Regions from separate parts of the Mus musculus genome. Here region 2 is linked to region 1. Evidence: chromatin contacts called from public Micro-C data. All regions are on one chromosome and are shown on one strand. Each heading gives the region's core, a stretch centred on a gene start, on an enhancer-like site or on the middle of the called end of the contact. The rest is flanking DNA. Distances are from core to core; before and after follow the strand shown. Region 1 holds the start of En1 (engrailed 1). Region 2 holds the start of Tmem163 (transmembrane protein 163).

Region 1 (3,356 bases), core at 67-2,566:
TGAGGAAAAACTTTTGAGGTATTTCACTCGGGAAAAGAGGAAATGCCCAGAATACAGCAGCGTGGAAGCGACTGGAGGCGAAAGTGCTCAGGGCCCCACCCCAAGATGCCCAGGAGTGGGCAGCAATTCCAGCGAATTCAGCTTAGAATTAGGGTAACCCGTTGTTGAATCTTCAGCCGGCCAAGGCAAACATTTGAAGCGCGGTAGTTTTATTGTTCTGATTTTTACTTTGCAGGGAAATCTAACACAGAGGTTTCACTGAAGTTGAAACCCAAACCTAGGCCTTGCAAGGAGGCACATCATGTCGCCTGGCTTAGGTGCTCTTCTGAGACAACTCTACCGGGCTAGGGCAATCCGGATTTCCCTTAGCCAAGGAAGAAAAGGGCAGAATGCACTAGGGCTCTTCTATGGCCTCTGGACGTGGCTCCACAGCGTCCGGACAGCTTGTGGGTGTTGGTGATCCAGACAGGGAAGGGCATAGTTACGAATCTCTCAGCGACAGTGTGGCTAGCCACTGACACAAACCAACAGTGCCAGCAAGGTGTAGCAGGCCTCTTGGGTTTGCCATTAGTGGGAAACAAACGACACCTCTGAAGGTAGCTAGCCCTAAGTCTTTCGCTCATGCCCGATCTCTTGGTTTTTCACACACACACACACACACACACACACACACACACACACACACACACACACAGAGAGAGAGAGAGAGAGAGAGAGAGGGGGGGGGGAGACAGAGAGAGAACGTGGGAATATAAGAATATAAACTAAATCGGCGACCGGGGATGGGGAGGGGGGTGTATGGTATCCCAAATCCCTGCCGCTTCTCGTTGTTCCCAGCACACACGAACCCATAGTCCTGTATTTCTCCAACAAGTTGTGGACTTGCTTCTCTTATCTGTCTACATCCCAAATTCTAGCTTTCTCGGATCTCTTCATGCCCTCTTCAGTCCGGATCTGAAGGGGGGAGGGGCGTGGGCACAAATGGGGGCAGGGCAGGCCGGACGTACGGGGCCTGAGCCTCTGCACCCCCTCTCCACCCACGGCCGCCGCCCCCGGATTATTTATCCGCAAAGTCCCGCGCGCGCCCATTGGGCCGAACCCTGAGTGTCAGCGCGAGTTCTGGCTCGCCATTGGTCTCACACACGTGCGGCCCTGACTCACGTGCTTCCGGTTTGAAGGCAAAAAGTGTGCCTGGGTGATTTTTTTTTTTTTTAAGCGAGAGAGTTTGTGCAAAGATCCGAGCTGTCAGAGATTTCAGGGGGGAAAAGGGAGCCCGGCACTGGCGGAGACGCGCTCTCCCTGCAAAAAAGCAAAGACGATTAAAGGCGCTGCCAGCCTCGCTCTCTGGGCACAGCTGAGCGTGACACTGGGGAAGTCAAACCCCTCTACTGCCTAGGAAGATGGCTAGACTTTAAAGATTATTTTTTTCCCTTTAAGGAAAAAGTCTCGGAGCTTTAAAAAAAATTCCTTTTTCTCTTTTTTTTTCTCCCCTCTTTTTTTTTTTTTCTGAGCCGTGGCTTATCCCCCCATTAAGACCAATCACTGAAATCTTGTTGCTGAAAGAAAAAAAAGAAAGAAAGAAAAAGAAAAGAAAATAATAGCCAAGTGTCTTCACTGTATCTGGATGTCTACAAATTAGAGAGAGGGAGAGAGCGAGATTTGCTCCACCAGAGCGGGCGAGAGCCAGGCCAGACGCTCGCCTTTCTTTTTTCCGCCTGCATCCGCCCTGTGCCTTCGCTGAGGCTTCGCTTTGCCTTCTTCCTCTCCGCGCACCCCCACGGGCCCGCTGGCAAAGTGGGGTGGGGAGCGAGGCGCGGGGGGCGGGGGCCGGCGCCGCGGCCAGGGCTGCCGGGCGGCCGAGCATGGAAGAACAGCAGCCGGAGCCTAAAAGTCAGCGCGACTCGGGCCTCGGCGCGGTGGCAGCGGCGGCCCCGAGCGGCCTCAGTCTGAGTCTGAGCCCAGGAGCCAGCGGCAGCAGCGGCAGCGATGGAGACAGCGTGCCGGTGTCCCCGCAGCCAGCGCCCCCGTCGCCTCCTGCGGCACCCTGTCTGCCGCCCCTGGCCCATCACCCGCACCTCCCCCCGCATCCCCCGCCCCCGCCGCCGCCGCCGCCGCCGCCACCGCAGCATCTCGCGGCGCCTGCTCACCAGCCGCAGCCCGCGGCCCAGCTGCACCGCACCACCAACTTTTTCATCGATAACATCCTAAGGCCCGATTTCGGTTGCAAAAAGGAACAGCCCCTGCCTCAGCTCCTGGTGGCTTCGGCTGCAGCCGGAGGAGGCGCAGCAGCAGGAGGAGGAAGCCGCGTGGAGCGTGACCGAGGCCAGACTGGTGCAGGTAGAGACCCCGTTCACTCTCTGGGCACACGAGCTTCGGGGGCTGCCTCGCTCTTGTGTGCTCCAGATGCGAACTGTGGCCCACCCGACGGCTCCCAGCCCGCCACCGCTGTCAGCGCCGGCGCATCCAAAGCCGGGAACCCGGCTGCTGCGGCGGCCGCGGCCGCAGCAGCGGCTGCAGCGGCAGTGGCGGCAGCGGCGGCAGCAGCCTCGAAGCCCTCGGACAGTGGCGGTGGTAGTGGAGGCAACGCGGGGAGTCCCGGGGCGCAGGGCGCCAAGTTCCCGGAACACAACCCTGCGATCCTACTCATGGGTTCGGCTAACGGTGGGCCGGTGGTCAAGACTGACTCACAGCAACCCCTAGTGTGGCCCGCCTGGGTCTACTGCACACGCTATTCGGACCGTCCGTCCTCTGGTGAGTACCCGAGCCGGGATGTGCATATGTGTCCAGGCCATGCTCTAGAATTTCAAGCCGTCACGCCCGGGAGAGTCCAGTTTGAAGCTCCATCAGCTTCACGTTTTATTTCTCTTGCCCCGGGTCCTAGTCACAACCGATCCTGTGCTCGATTCTGCCCTGCCATGTTGGCCTATTCGACCAAGGAAGTTACAGCTATTGGCACGCACAGGAGGCTCCAGTTTTTGTCCTTTGATTTTACGAACTCTGAGCCCTGAGGTCATTTTTGTATTTTATTTTATTATCTCGAAGAAAGATATCTAATTACTCATTGATCTATTTAGTAGGGAAAGGGCGCTTTGAGCTGGCGGGAAGATAGGCCTAGTTAGTGACTTGGTTCTGCGTCTACCACCGTAGTCCTGTCCAGAACTGTCTTTAGCCAGGGAGATGAACCGGAGAAATATTCTTTGCCGTGTGTTTTAAACAAACACTATGGATATTATACTGTGGAGAGTCCATTTGCATAAAAACAGATATGGGAGAGACAGAAAAGAGAAAACCTCCATCTCTTGCGCCCAGCCCGGGAATGGGGAGTCAACCCGCGTGGGTAGAATGTAGAGGAAGGC
Region 2 (3,368 bases), core at 212-2,711, 7.1 Mb after region 1:
GAAAAGACCGTGCTGCAGAGACCCCCAAATCCGCCAGCAACGGTTTCAGCAGCACCGTTGATAGTTTTCGAGGGGGGCCAATTAAGAAGCAGCAAGAAAGGGGAATGGTGTAGATGCGGTCGTCTTCGCAAAGAACCCAAGCTGAAGGCCGCTAGAGCAGGATGGGGAAGGAGAGCCAGGTGGGGGAATGAGGGATCCCTAACGTTCGACGCAGCCCCACTAAGGAGACAGTGGTTGTAAGCGGGAGATGGTGATGCCTTCCAGGGGACGCACCGGGTACAAGGCCAGCGTCCAAGGAAGGACTCAGAGCTGGACACACTCTCTCCAGGAAGTATCAGCGCGGATAGCATCTGTGCAGATCAGGTTGGTAGCCAGACCCCAAACATCCTAACCTCTCTGCCAGCACCCTCACACTATGGGGCGGTGACCGCTGTGACCCAGGATCCAGGGAGCTTCGGCCCCACGCACGTCCAGAGGCTAAGGGGACCCTAGCTGTCACCCTACCGGGTGCTCTGCCACTAACCAAAAAAATTAATTAATAATAATAATAACTTTCCCCGGGTGGCTGGGCTTGCGCAGCGGGATGCTTTGGAACCCACATCTCCCAGCACCGAGAGGAATCCCTTGGTCCCCCGTAAGACACTAAGAACCCTGTCTGCAAACTTTTCCCGCGAGCACCGGAGAAGGCTGGCCTAAGCACCCTCCGAGATCGGAAAACTGAAAGAGGCTCTCGGGAGGCACCGCTGCCCGACCCTCATGGATCCCGAAAGGTGGAATAGTCGCTTCCGCTCTTTGCACCAAGCTCCGCAAATAGGGGACAGGTGGCTTGAGAGGGGCGGAGAGGAAGGAGCGCGGGGCGGTGGTAGCTCACCTCGGTCTTCCAACCCGTCGCTGAACTGGCCGCTCTCGCTGATCCGTGGCTGCCTTTCCTCATCAGACTGCACAGAGGAGCTCATCGGAGCCGGGCTGGGGGCGGGGGCGGCGGTCGAGGGCGCGTGGCCCCGCGGTGGCGGCCGCGGGACTCCGGGGCCAGGGGGGCTGCGGCGCTCGCTGCCCAGAGCCGGCTCCATGGCGCCGGGGCTGCAGATCCCCCGAGGCGAAGCCGACCACGATGGAGACACGAAGTCCAAAGTGCCAGAGACCGAGGGCACCGAGAGAGAGCTTCGCCCGTACCGCGGTGAGCGGCAGGTCCGCCGCTAGCACACCGAGTGGCGGAGGCTGGTGCCGCGCTGTCGCCGCTGCGCTCCGCCCCCGGGGGCAGGTGCGGGCGGCAGGGACCCGCCCCGAGGCGCTAAGCCCGGGCACTGGTATCGATGCACCCAGGCGAGTGGAGAGGGAGGGCCCCGGACGGTCCAGACGCGTGGAAGCTGAGGGAACTGTTAGGGGGCGTGGGGACCAGCCTGCGGGTAGCGCAGGGCTGGGTGAGGGCGTGACGGAGGACGCGCCCCCCACTCACGTCGCGGATTGGTGCCCAGGAGGGACCCTTCCACCCTAATTACTCTGCAGTCCTCGGAGCCTGTGGCCGCGCGTGGGCAGGAGAGAGGGCATCGCAGCTCATCCGGCCTTTTTTCTCTCCCGGAGCCACACAGGCTACAAGGATTGCACCTTGTCCCCGCCTGCCCAAGCAGGCACCAGGATTCACCTGTTCCCCAGCCTCTGGATCTGCTGCCCTTAAATGGCTTTAACTCTCATCTCAGTTTCTCTCTTGCACCAACTTAGATTGAGGTGCTGCTGGAACCGTGGCTTGTCCCCCCCTCCCCCAGACCTCCCATTACGACTATCCTTGGGCCTTTCCCATCCATCTGTCAACCTCTCTAAGCGTTCAGGATCCGTCCCCTTGCTGCGGATGCTCACCCCTGTTCTTCATCTCTGACCATAACAACTTCCCACACTTGGGCAGTGAGCCTGGTCTCCCCAGCGAAGCTGCAACCTGGTCCACAGGGCCGGCTGGGGAAGACCCACAGGCGAACCGGCCGCCTAACGGATTGGGGACCCGATTGATTGCATTTACATCCGAGCTCTAGAGAGTCTAGATTTTATCAATAGGTTGGTATCAGTCTCTAAATTTCATCTGAGTACTCTAACATGCCAATTCCTTCATTTAAAGGAATCCACCCTGTTTTCTTTTGAGAGTAACCGGTTTCCTTTCTTGGTTTCCGCTCTGCCAGGGAACATAGAAGTCAGGATATGATTTAAATGTCTCTGTGGGGTTCCAGAGATGAGAAGGGAGTCACATTTTGTTGGGATCAGATCTGAGTGATCTCGGCTCCAGTTCGGTCTTCCGTTGTGTTTTTTTTAAACAATAATTTCAACTGTAAACTGAAAGCATCGAACTAGGTCATTTCAACACTCCTTTTTTTTTTTTCCTATGAAGAAAATGAAATTTTCAACAGCCCCTTCTTTTCTTTAAAGAAAATTAAACGCCATGTTCACTGGGCTTAAGACACACACACACACACACACACACACACACACAGAGAGAGAGAGAGAGAGAGAGAGAGAGAGAGAGAGAGAGAGAGAGTTTTTACCACTGATCCTGACGCTGTTCTTGGTACAAATGCTTCACATGTACAGAGCCCTCCGTCCTCTCGCATCCTGGATTGTGGGGGTTGTTTTTTGTTTTGTTTTTGTTTTCCTTTTTCTTTTTTCTTTTTTGTTCCAGATGATTCCATTGGCTGCCCTCTCAACGGTAGTCAAAGAATCACCCCAAGAACAAAAATATCCAGGCCTTGAGCACTGTGGAGGTCGATGTCACAGGCTGCAACAGAGTTGGCTGAAACGTTAACGCAGTGGCTTTTAGACTTCATCCCCCTCCTAATATTCTGCTTTTTTGAAAATTATATTTTCTTTTTCACTGTGGTCTTGGGGACAGGAGCAGAAGAGCTAGCACCGGCTTTAGCACAGAGCTGCGTCCCCACCTCTAATCTGTTTGTTTGTGCATTTATTTGTTTGGTATTTTAACAAGCATTTTCCTTTGCTGTGTGATTCAATTGTTCTTGAGGTCTGGCTAGAAGTCTTGAAACATGCCCCTCTCCGGGAACATCTTCCCTCTCTGCAGGCGCCGCACCCCCAGTGCACACACACGCTGCACAGCAGGCTCTCTAGAAGAAAGGGATCATCGTTCTGATTCCACACTTGGTTTTTGCATCCAGAGCATCTACGCGTGTAACGGTGCAGGTGAGCAAACTAGGGCTCATCATGCTCCTTCTGTACCCGAGCAAAGTCTCTTCTTTGAAGGGGAAGGAAGGGGGTTCAGCAGAAGCAAAAGCTGTTGTAAGCCTCTCTTGCCTTTTATGCTGCAGCTCCCCCACTACAAGCCCCTGCCTCTTCACTGGGAGACTATATTAGCTGCATCCTGGAAAGGAGAC

What was found. Hi-C and Micro-C count contacts between places; a contact is called where the count stands out from the background.
Region 2: a Micro-C map of embryonic stem cells shows a contact between it and region 1, with 9 times the contacts expected there. The contact joins the promoter of Tmem163 here to the promoter of En1 in region 1. A contact is called at or near these places in 1 of 39 promoter capture datasets (embryonic stem cells) and 1 of 484 Hi-C or Micro-C datasets (embryonic stem cells).

Annotation. Positions count from the first base shown.
Region 1 is chr1:120,601,171-120,604,526 of GRCm38.p6, forward strand. En1 (engrailed 1) reads left to right here and starts at 1,317. Exons shown (of 2, transcript NM_010133.2): 1 at 1,317-2,751. The coding sequence starts at 1,863.
Region 2 is chr1:127,676,560-127,679,927 of GRCm38.p6, forward strand. It overlaps Tmem163 (transmembrane protein 163), which reads right to left and starts at 1,462. Exons shown (of 8, transcript NM_028135.2): 1 at 872-1,462. The coding sequence starts at 1,070.